2 separate regions of the Sus scrofa genome follow, and region 2 is linked to region 1. The links are chromatin contacts, called in public HiChIP or PLAC-seq maps. All regions are on one chromosome and are shown on one strand. The core of a region is the stretch at or near the end of the contact, and the rest is flanking DNA. Distances in the headings are between cores, read along the strand shown.

Region 1 (5,941 bases), core at 2,041-4,540:
CAGGAAAGGTCTGTTTAAAATTGGCGAGACTGATGGCAAAGGAACCCGTGGCTCCTCCTTTTCAGTCATTTCCTGGTAAATATCAATGAGCACCTCCCCCTCCCCTTTTTTTGGCAGTCTAATCACTCCAAACTCCCCTCTGGTGGGTACTTTTTTTAGAGCATAATAGAAGGTGTGATATCTTGTGAGAGGCGCCAGAATCACTTGGAGAACAGCAGCTCAGGGATTGAAGGAGGAGGTGACAAGTTCCTGGGAATATTAAAGATTAACACCAAATACTTTGTTGCTATTTAACTCTCTGACGATTCATGTTGCTGGAGCGGAAACAGAACATTTCTTTCCCTCCTCTCTGTTTATTCCTTCCCTTCTCTGTTCTGGGGATTCAGAAGCTGTGGATGTCAGATGCCAACTCCTTAAGGGCTGAAATGGTTTTATATAATAACAGAGACGGGGAGCCTACAAAATGAAGAAAGAATCTCATTCAGTGTTTGGACTGAAATGGGAACTGGAAAAGAGGTGGGGGGAGCGGTCTTAAAAATAGCTCACTCAGAGAGAAGAATGCGGCTTGTCTCCCAGCGGCAGGCAGGCGCAACCCCTGGGTGAATTATAGGAACCAACTGTAGGTCTGTGCGTTCGCTTTTGAAATGTTGATCATGGCTTAAAGGAGGCGGGTGGAGGGAAGGCTGCCGGTGCCTGACGCTGGGAGCAGCCTTGGACAATGGATGAGCTGTCAGACTCAGGTCTGATGCCTACACAGGCAGCGTGCCACCTGGATACGTATGCCCCATGCCCTCCTGCTGGCTACTTATGCAGCTCCCAGCACTGAGACTCTAAGCCTTCCCAGGGGAGTAGATAGTTCTCCAAAGAAGGCTGAGGAAGGAGCCCAAGGAGACAGACGGGAGAGGTGGAGGGAGAAGGAAGAGAGAGGGCTGAGATTGGAGATCATGGTGAGCATCTTAGACACCCAGTGGCAGGAAGAGAGAGAGAAACAGAGACGCAGACACACAGACAACATAAGTGGGAACAGAAGCCCGCGGGGAAAAGCGGAGACAAGCCAGATAGACAGAGGGAAGGAGGAGGATCAGCAATGGGTTCACTGCTGGATAATGAGATGGAATGAGACACAGGACCCGCCCCCAGGTTGCAATGATCTGTTCTTCCTATTCTCTAGCCCCTCACCGTGTTTGCAGAGGAGTTTATTTGAAAATCATCTTTGCTTCTAATGGGCATCTCCCAGGAAGAACACGTGAATCCTCCCATCACTGCAGACCACCAGCTTGGCAAGAAGTCAAGCGATGCCTTAGCTTCTGTGCCCAGTGTGCTGAAGGATCTCTGGGTCAGCAGTCTTTCCTCTCTGGAAGGTTGCTGTTTGATTGATGACAACTCCAAGTACCTCATCTATATCCTTTCAGCTTCCCCCAAATTGGGAAGTGACCTGATTCCTCCTTTCCTGGCCTGAAATGCCTGAGAAGGTGTGTGTGCTGAGAGACCAGGTGGCCAAGAGTCTTGCTGGAGCATCTTCGAAATCTAGACCCATGAGAGGGAGGAGGGGAAAGAAGGCAAGAAGTCTGTCCTGAACTCCTGGCGTCCAGCACAGCACCACTGTGGGGGCCCCTGTCACATCCCCTCAGCGCTGACCATTCCCACACCTGCTGCAGTTTCTGCTCAAAGGCATGCGTGTCTCTCTCTGCCTGAGGACTCTGACCACAAGTGTGTTTGGCCTTGGAGCAGAACTAAGCCAATTCCTGTGGATAAATGTTCCGTCTTCCTTGTCCTTTGGATGGCACAACTCTGAGTCATGTCAACACAGTTTCCCAGAACACCCCAGGTGCCCACAGAGGTGACCTGCCCACCAACACCCCCCGAATCGTCTATCCTTCCTTGTCCCACTTCCCCTACTACTTGCCTGCAGGTTTCTGGGGTGGCCTCACAATGAACCATGTTCCCTCCAATTCTAAGCCTCTGGGGGACCCCACACTGACCCCAGGGACTGTGTGGTTACAGTGGTTTCCTCCCAGTGCCTGTGACCATGCTGGGTTCCATCACCACCATGTAAAGCATGACACATCTCTCTTTTTTTTCTTTTTTTCTTTTTAGGGCTGGACGTGCAGCATATGGAAGTTCTCAGGCTAGGAGTCGAATTGGAGCTGCAGCTGCCAGCCTACACTACAGCCACAGCAACGTGGGATCCAAGCCCTGTCTGTGACCTACACCACAGCTCATGGTAATGCCAGATCTTTAACCCACTGAGTGAGGCCAGGAATCAAACCCTCATAGATACTAGTCAGGTTCTTAACCTGCTGAGCCACAAAGGGAACTTCTTGCACATCATTCTTGTCTGGGTTGCCTGGAGACCACTCACAGAATGTGCTGGAGTCAAAGTGTGTCTCTATGACTATGTGGCAGGAGCTGCTTTAATCAATAAACAGCAGCAAAACAAGAAAATAGTGGGATAAGAATAAGCACAGTAATTTCTGCATTTTGACAGACATGCTTTGAGAGTTAGCAATCCAGATTTAGTCAAATGCCCTTGAAATAAACCCTGAGCTTGGAGTGGGCAGACCTGGCTTATCTTGGTTCTTAAACTCTGGTTACCAAGGGTCATCTGCCAGGCAGGTGCAGGCAGTAGCAATATGGAGAGGGGCTGCCACTGCCTCTATCCTTATGGAAAAAGATTCTGGGAAGAATGAGCCTCCTAAGAAAGGGGCAAGGTGTCTGGGCAGAGTCATTGCTAGACTAGAGATAGGCTGGGGTTGCGTCCCTGCTCTACCATGTTCTGGCTGTGTTACTCTGAGCCAAAGATTTAATCTCTCTGAGTCTCAGTTTTCCCATCTGTAAAATGGGGGCCATAACACTTTACCTAATCATTGCGAGGATTAAAGACGACCTAACGCATGTCCAGCAGCTAATGATCAGGTATAACTCCCTTTGCCTTCTCTCGTCCCCCTCTAAGGGAGCCATACCCTGACAGAGGTCAGGCTGAAGGTCAAAGGAAGTGTGTTGGGCCACACGGTCAGGCATGAGGATGGCTGGACACCGCGGCTCCCACCCACGGCCTGTCTGCATCCGTGGGCGTGGGAAAGAGATGTAAACGCTGCCGGGCATCAAACATGGGTTAGACATGCCATTCCGCACCCCCAATGCATTTCAAAGTGCACGTCACAAGGCTCTGGTGGAAGCCCTGGCCGCCAGCCAAGGTCAGACCACAAAAGGAAGTTATTTCCCCACTGGAGCCGCCGGGTGGCCGGGCGTGGCCCGGGCACCACGTCACTGCAGTGTGTGGGGCTTTGCTGGGATTTCCTGCCCTCCCTTCCGCTCTTTCTCCTGTAGGCCCTGCTGCAAACAGCCCAGGTGACAATGCCCCTGCCAGAGAGAAAAGTCAGCTGTCACCTGACCCTTCGCCATGCCTCCATGTGGCCCTGAAGACACCTGTCTTGGCTCTTCCTCCCCTCAGAGACCAAGGAGAAGCTTCTTTCATCCACAGTGGATAGAAGTCCCATTCCAGCTGTGGAATCAAGATCTGAGAGGTAGCCTCAGGCTGAGAGGTGGCAGGTCTATGACGCGGTTGGCCTAAGTCAGGCCCCATTCCCGGCAGACAATCTGCAAATATTTATTGAGGGGCTGCTCTGTACCAGCTCTGTGCCCAGGTCTGTGGGCAGACAGAGATGCCCTGTGTGAGACAAGGAGCTTATGTTCTGACTGGGAAGACCAGACTGACACACGGGACCCGGGGGTCCTGTTGACCCCCGAGCTGTGCTAGTTATGCTCCAATGTGTGGGAAGGCGCAGACCAAATGCGGAGACACTGGTCTTAGCCTCAGAACCCTGAGAAGGCTGTAGAAGGATTCTGGTTGAGCCCACAGACTGTCCTCTAGCAGCACTAACTGCGCTAAGTGCTCAGATGGGCCCCCATGGTCTCTGGCCTCCCTTCCTTACTCGCATTGGTCTTTTTGCCCCACATTTTCAGCCCTACCTAAAATGTATCCCTTCAAACTAAGGACGAAAACATCCTTGCATTTGTGAATTAGCCCTTGCAAATACCTTGCATGAGAGGAATTACTATTTCCGTTTTGCTGTGGAGGCTTATCCAGCCTCAGGCATCAAACAGGACCCCTTACACCAATAGCATAATGTTTTTGTAGAGCACTTTTGGTCCCATTTTTTTTTTTATTTGACCACTAACAACTTAGCTCACGTCTAGCTTTCCTCATCCAGGGGCCCTGAGCATGATGCTGGGCACACAGTAGCTGTTGGGTGAATTCATGCCACTAGCAAGTTCCCTCTTGGCTCAGAGCTGAGCTCTCTATACTAATAGAAAGAGTATTTTTATTAGGGAAGGAGAAGGAGATCACTGTGGGATTGAGGCTCAGTCATAGGGCTTTGGAGGACCTGGAGCCTTGGAGGCAGGAAAGAGGGTCCTAGGAGGTCAAAGATGGACGTGGGAAAGGAGGCAGAAGTTGCCAAAGAGAAGCTTCTCCTGTGTTTCCACTTTGTTCCATGCAGAGGGAGGTCCTAGGATCTATGGGGTTCACGGACAGCCCCTCCCAGGCCATGAGAACCTCCCCTTTCCTTCCCTTACCCTTTCTCTCCCTTCTCCCTCTCTGCCTCTCAAACTCCCAAACCTCCTCCCTCCCTAATGACATTAGGCTTCAGCCTTGGATCTGGCACCTGCATTTTTGAGGCGATGAGAGCAAACCCTGACTATGTTGTGATGTTCTTTTCTACAAAACTGCCTTTTAGGTAAATACTTTTTGGGCCAATCTCACTGAATTAACTATCTGGGTCATTTGAATTTCTTCTCCAGGAAATAATTATGGCCTTTGGGAAATGTAAAGTGTACCGCAGCCCTGTGAACAGAGAGAAAGCGCCAGGCTCCCTCTCCCTACACCACCTCCTTCCATTTCTATGTGACCCAGGGAACCAAATTAGCAGTGACTCCCATCTCTGGGGTCCAGCGTCGCTTCGGATCTCTCTGGGGGATGTCCCTTAGGCGTTCAAGGTAGCTCTGCACGTGGGGGAGATAATATGCATTTTCTTTTCCGAGTGTGAGAGCAGTGACTTCTTTCCAGGAGCTAATTCTTTTTTTTTTTTTTTTTTTTTTTAAGTAACATTCTGCAGACTCCTTCTCCAATTCTGGAAGGTGAAATAGAGCAGTAGGTAGAGTCCTTACCACACTACAGTATCCAGTATCAGGAGGACCAGCACTGCTTCAGGGCTCAAGACAAGACAAAAACCCTTAGACCCCGAGGTGGGGAGTGGGTTGCTGGAGGTGGTCGCTGCAAAACTTGGTTATTTTGGTCATGAGTAATGAGAGGTCATAGAGGAAGACACTTCCAGGCCCTTCTCTGGCTGGGGGTGGGGGAGGAGTGCAGGATGCACCTTGAACAAGAGAATGGTTCCTCTTCATCATGAAAAATGTCAGATGAGGGGCAACGTCATCCCAGGGCAAAAGCAGACACCCTCTGGGTGTGAACAAAGATGCCTCTTCCCAGTACCCCTTGGGAGACAGAGCTGGCAGGGGGGAAGGTTTGCCAGTGGCTTTCTAGCCATCTGCTGGGATGGCCATAACAAAGTCCCACAAACTGGGTGGCCTAGACTACGGAAATTTACTTTCTCACAATTCTGGGGGCCATATGTCCAAGAGTAAGGTGTCAGCAGGGTAACTTTCTTCTGAGGCCTCTCTCCTTGTCTGCAGGTGGCCGTCTTCTTCCTGTGTCCTCACATGGTCTTCCCTCTGTGCAGGTCTGTGATCTAATGCCCTCTTCTTTTAAGGACTCTGCTGGTCATACTAAGGTAGGGCTCACCATGTGACCTCTAGTTTACCTTCATTAAAGGCCCTATCTCCGAAAAAGGTCCTAGGGTGGGGTCCTGGGGATTAGGTTGTCAACATATGAATTTTGAAGGTACAATCCTGTCTCTAATAGGCTTCTGGGGAGGAGGGG
Region 2 (5,941 bases), core at 2,297-4,796, 46 kb before region 1:
AAAAGATAGTTAAACCCTAAAAAGGGTTCCTAGAGTGACTTTTTCGTTAGGGAGAAAGCACATTAAATACACACTTCAAGAACAGCAGGATTCAGAACTCAACAGAAAGACCTGGATTTCAAATTCAGTCAAGCTCAGACTTGCATAAAACACAAAAGCAGCATTCTTAAGTAAACAGAGGAAATAAAAGAACTTTCTCCAGAGTTTAAGCAATGAAAAAGTACACAAGTTAACTACTAATCATCTGCAAGCAACAAAAATCACATATTTTCCTTCTGTGCAACTTAAGAAGTATACATTTATTTTAGCCTATTAGTCTAGTTATCTATTACATCATGATTAGAACAGTATTACATAAGCAAAAGTCTGTTAGAGAATCAGAACTGATTCTGCAAATCAGTATCCTCTCAATGAGGGTACAAGAAGCCATAGCTAAATGCTCTATACTAATGAGAAAATAGCTCACAGTCTATGTTTTACTATTTATTTGTATGGTATAAAAAGGTTTTTAGTCAGCTGTTTCAACAAAAAGATACCATATTTCCAGTAAAAAAGCAGGCTATGAGCATACGACTAAGTTTTCTCAATAACTTTTTTTAAAAGAATACAACTAAGTTAACCAATTAATGTTTTCACAACCACTGTCACACAAGTCAATAATTTGGAGCACTAAAGAGTTGCCAATACTTTTTATTAGAAGGTGCCCTGCTCTAAATGCATTCATCCTTTTTTGTCCTGGGTTGGCAATCAAGCATGCTTCCACCCTAGCTCAAAGTACAAACTTAAAATTTACCACCTACTCCTCTACAATTATTATCAGTAACTAGTAAATCATGAAGAGAGAAACAAAATCCTATTGTAACTGGATAGATGTATTATTTCAATAACACAAGTTTCACTGGCTGAAGATACTTATATAGTCCATATCTAGGGTTTTAATCTCACTGCTACTTTTAATGACAGAGAATCAAACTTTTGAATTCTCCACATCCCCAGTTTTAATAATACTTCTGCTCCTCTTTTCACCCCTCCCAATAAAAAAAAACAGTATTTGCAGATAGTTTTCCTGAAAGACCAAATCTCAAAATACCCTTAGAGAAATATGCCTAATTCATGTTTTCCTTCCTATGGGGGGGGGTGGAGGAGGGAAGTATCTATGAAAACAAAAATACACTACTTCACTTACATGGATAATTTTTATTCCAGTCATCACTGGCAACAGTAGGAAGTTCAATTCAGCTTATGTTTTAATACTGGGATCCATACTTTTCTACATAATTATCTTGGTAGAGGAAGTAGTCGGATAACGTTTCAAAAGAAAACTCTTGAATACCTATTGACACTTGAACACTGCTAAATGTTTCTTTTTTGTCCTTTTTTTTGCCACTTTATTTTTAAAAATTGGTTTTTCCTGAAAGCTATCTTAAATGATTATTCTAGCCTATGGAAAAATCTAAGCCTAGAACTCCACAAGGGCTCTAAGCTACATGCTATACTAAACTTTCTAGTTTAGTTTTTTTATTTCCCCCTCAAGGACCTTAGACTTGAATAGTCTCAGCATTCCTTTAATCCTATAGAAGAGTCTTCTGCAAGTTTTTCGAGTTACTGTTGCAATCACTTTAGGGCCTTGTACATGGCCTTTAGAACAAAGACTAGGTCAAAGTAATGAATATTGGGTGCAAATTAATCAAATTTTGTGCAAGGATATTCTCAAACGTTAATGGCACTTTTTTTTTTAACCCAGAGATTTTGTGGGTTTAAATGTAAAAGTAAAATAAATGCAGCCATCGCCTTAGTTCAGACAAAAAAAAAAAAAAAAAAAAAAAAACCCACAAAAAACCCTCCAAAGTATGTTTTTGTCACTGATTTAAGCAGATACTAAACAGTAGCATTATGGTAAATAATATTTCAAGCTATGTCCAACATTTCTGAAGACAAGTTAAGGTGAAGATAGCTGAAGGTACTGAATGCACACCAAGGGACAATAACGAAATGGCTTCCTAAGTTCCAGACAAAATACTTTATAACTCAGCGATCTGAAAAACATCAGTCCAGACTTTATCAAAGGCTAGCCGTCGCTTCAAGTTGCTGTCTAGTCTAAGCCACCACTATTCACGACACAAAGCTCTCGTTTCACTAAAACCACTCCTCGATTTCCTTTTGCGGACCTCTGCATACCAGCAGGCCAGTCTCCTCATTCACCACTCACAAACTCGGGGGGGAGGGGAGACCACAGATGTCTGGAAGATACAAAGTAGGAGACAATGCTCCCTCCAACAGGGAACTGAAAACGAAGGAATCAACTACACCCAACTGCCAAAGCTTTCAAGTTTAGCGGATCCAGTAGCGGGCTTTGAGAACTGAACTTCGAAACTGCATTCCAAGTCCTCGCCCCAGACAAAACACGGAACGAAGTTGCAACGCTTGAATTTCCTTCGGGCAATTTCGTAGCGAGGGAAAAATTCATCTCGCTGGAAAGTGCTCTCAAAATCAAGTTTAGCTGGCATGAAATTATCTAAATAAAGAATTTCCACGAACAAAATTCTCGAAGCAGTCAGAGGCTGAGTCCGGCGGGTCACTTGGTAAGAGACAGTAAGCCAGTCGCCCTCGCCCTTATTTTTCCCAGGACCTTCCTTGCACACTGCTTTCACTCACCTGCACCGTACAAGAAAATAAAGGTGCTAGATATGGATTTTATTTGTGCAACTCCTCCTGGAGCATCGCTCCGTCTGCAATAATAGTTTGGATCCTCTACGGTTTAAAGTTGCTCCGATTTAAACAGGAGCCAAAACCAAACACACCAGCAGAGCATTAAAATAATACTAACGATTCTCTTAATTCGTCCTTAAGCACGAAAGAGGGACTCTGAAGAGAAAGTCTACTGGTCCTCTCCTCATGGCAGATGGGACCTCGGGTCCCAGGCCCAGCGCCTGTACCCCAACTCCCCTTGAAGGCCCGGAAGGCGGAGTCCCCCGTCCCCACCCCGCCCCCCACCCCGGCCCCGGCGCATCCAGAGGCGCAGGGTCCCTCCCCCAAACTCGGCCGCGGCCGGAGCCCGGGACGGAAACCACAGACCCCCCTACTATCCCCCGCCAGACAACGGAGCTCCCGAACGCGCCCTCGCGGCGCCCCCTCCCCGCAAGCGGCAAACCCGGGGCCCCCAAAGAGCCGCGCGACCGGAACCCGGGCCCGGCCGCCGCCCTCCGCCCCTCGGGCCGGGCCCGCCCCCGCCGCCTCCCCGGCGCCCCCAGTCAGCCCCCAGCTCCCCACCCCGGCCCTCCGGGCTGCACCGGGCCCGGCTTCCAGCCGCCGCCGGGACCGCGCGCCCGCGACGAAGTTTGGCTCCGAAGAGGAGCGGGAGCAGCCCCGGAAGGGTAAGGAAAGGAGCACCCAAGCACCTCAGGGGAACAGGCTCCTCCCGCCGCGGGAGTCCGACCGTCCTCGGCCTGCGGTGGCGGCTCGGCGGAGACCGGAGCTGCTCCTCGGACCTTCCTCCGTCTCCGCCTCCCCTCGCTCTCAGCTCCCGGAGCCGGGTTAACGCGGCTGCCACAGACCGAGAGGCTTAAAATGGCGCCGCACAAGGAGCTCTTATAAGTCGCGCAGAATCCGCTGTATCCTGCCGCCAGCGGCGCAGCGCGGAGCGTTCCGCCGCGCGAGGACAAGGGGCGGGGCGCGGGCGGGCGGCGGAAAGTAGTCCCCGCTCCGCCGAGCCGCCCGCCTCGGGCTGGGGCGGGGCGCTTGCGAGCTCTTCGGGCGCTCCCGGGGGTTAGAGGCCGGCGGCTGCCGGGCCGCGCGGGACCGCAGGACAGATCCGCCAAGGCGCTGTCGGCCGAGATGGGGCGGCCAGGGCACCCGCGGGCCGGGATGGGCTGGGGGAGGGCGACCCCGAAATTCTCCACTATCGGGATCCCGAAGCCCCCCGGCTCTCACTCGTCCAGTGCCAAGAGAGCGGACGCTGGACTGGCCGCTTGCTGCCCGTGGGAGGCGGCACCCGGACCCCGGCCCTACGAGGCCGAGCGGCACAGGTCCCAGGAGGGCGGAAGTTCGGGACCGGGCCAACCGCAGTGCTGAGGTCGGGGCCCGCCCGCTCCCGGCGCTGCCGGGCGCTGCTGCTGCCCCTATGCAAGTCGAGGGACCCCGGCGCGATCGTGCTTTCGCCGTCTTTGCGGTCTGGGCCCCAAGCTCTCTGCAGGACTTGGCTCCTAGCCGAGCCGCACATTACCTCCACGGTCTGAATCGTAGATTCCGCATCCCTACCGGCTTGAATCTGGAAGTGAAGTACCGGGCCGAGCCTCCTGTTAACCCAATCCCAAAGACTGAACTCGTGTTAGAACGGGCGCCTAGCCCGCAATTCAACAAGTCCTTAGTCCCTACTGTGAACAAATGACTGATAGAAATGGACTAGCTCTAGAGCCCTGTCAACTAGGTTAATTCTTACAGATTTCAATTTTATCTGGTTCCACTTTACTAAGTATCAATAAATTTGTTGGGGGAGGATTTTTCCTCGGAGGAAGTTCATGTATAGATATTACTTAGTTGAGAAATCCAAGTTGTTGTTTATGGAAGGAGCTATCAGGCAGCTTCTAATTTTTAAAAACGAATTTTCTATTCTTAAAAACATTTTCTAATTCGTCCTAATAGGCTGAAGCTGGGTCTTCGTTTCCCTTCGAAATGTCTCCATTGTAATCCAGCAAGATTGGCATTTGTCAAAGATGAAAAAATTATGATCCATTCACTTTGTCTAGTCTATTGTATGCTTATTTTTCCTTCAAAACAATGAAGAGCATACAAAAAGCAACAGTGAAAGTTATCTTCAGGCTTTTATCCCTGTAATTAATGCATGCAAACAATAGGTCTTTATGCATAGGTACAGACAGGAAACCTATTTACTCATTCACTCATGGAGTAGGCTATATAGTTTTTAGGCATAGCTAATGCTAAACAGGGCCAACATGTTCCTGAAGTAATTCAATTTTCCCCCATCTTAAAGATATTTTACTACACACCGAGGTAATGTTAAACTGTTATCTATCACCATAGCATGGGCCCCTGCAGTGGAAAAAGTCTGCACACTAAGATGATGTTCCGTGAGATCCATTGTCTAGAATGACTTTCTCATTTGTGTCTTTGCTAGTAATTCTGTAGAATTAACTGTAGCGGATGGTTAAACCGAATGGTCATAATTTGAACAGACTGAACAGAAAAAGATACTTCATCAAAGCAGTGTTTTGAATATGAACTCAAAAGTGTAAACGGCATTTTTCCGGTACTGATCCCCAATATTAATGTTCATATAGAGTTAAAGAATATATATTTGATTTGATTAAAGTCATATATTTAAAATCAGATGACTAATAAATATTAATTTTTATAGATGTTTCCTTTTTCTATGTTCAGTTTTGTTTTTGTTTTGCTGAATAAGACACACCGTTAAAACTGGTTAAGAAATATTTGTACTATTAGAACATCTAAAGGATAAAAACTCTTCTATATTTACATTTCTCTATTGGATGCCAAAATAATTGAAGCATTTTTTCAATTTAGATATCTCAATCTAAATTTATAATTAATATTTAAAGTCTCTAGTCATACTTTAAGCAAACATGTTCATAAAGGAAATGAAAAATTTGCAATAGTGCAGCAAGCTATTTTTCCCTTCAAATTTGAAATATACTAAAGAATTACTGGGTGACTAGTTAAATTAAGACAAATTAGTTAAATTTAACAGATTGCTCAGAATTTTTATTTGCTTCTCCCCAAAACCAGAATTTGCTCCAATTGCCTCACCAAAAATATGAAATGAATAGCTTCGCTGCAATGAAGACAGATAGTAAACCAACAAGAAATACAAGCATTCCTGATGAGTTGGTAAAATAAGTGATTTTGTGAAAATGATTTTTAAGAATTGACTTTGGCCAATACATTTCATGAAAAAACACTT

What was found. HiChIP or PLAC-seq counts read pairs in DNA pulled down with a chosen protein or histone mark.
Region 2: an H3K27ac HiChIP or PLAC-seq map of alveolar macrophages shows a contact between it and region 1. The contact joins the promoter of CTNNB1 here to the enhancer-like site in region 1. A contact is called at or near these places in 5 of 47 Hi-C or Micro-C datasets (embryonic fibroblasts, fetal heart ventricle, fibroblasts and 2 more) and 2 of 2 datasets of contacts at active chromatin or transcription factors (alveolar macrophages and skeletal muscle).

What each region holds. Positions count from the first base shown.
Region 1 is chr13:25,115,765-25,121,705 of Sscrofa11.1, reverse strand. No RefSeq gene overlaps it. Among named protein-coding and RNA genes, the nearest start is that of CTNNB1, 46 kb to the left of the region's middle. Within about 2 kb of position 3,290, at least 15 of the 83 cell types and tissues checked have an H3K27ac peak or open chromatin away from gene starts, as enhancers often do. A contact at or near this core is called in alveolar macrophages, where this site is marked.
Region 2 is chr13:25,161,900-25,167,840 of Sscrofa11.1, reverse strand. It overlaps CTNNB1 (catenin beta 1), which reads right to left and starts at 3,546. Exons shown (of 16, transcript NM_214367.1): 1 at 3,399-3,546. It overlaps LOC106505576 (basic proline-rich protein-like), which reads left to right. Exons shown (of 4, transcript XM_021069211.1): 2 at 2,954-3,374; 3 at 5,767-5,868.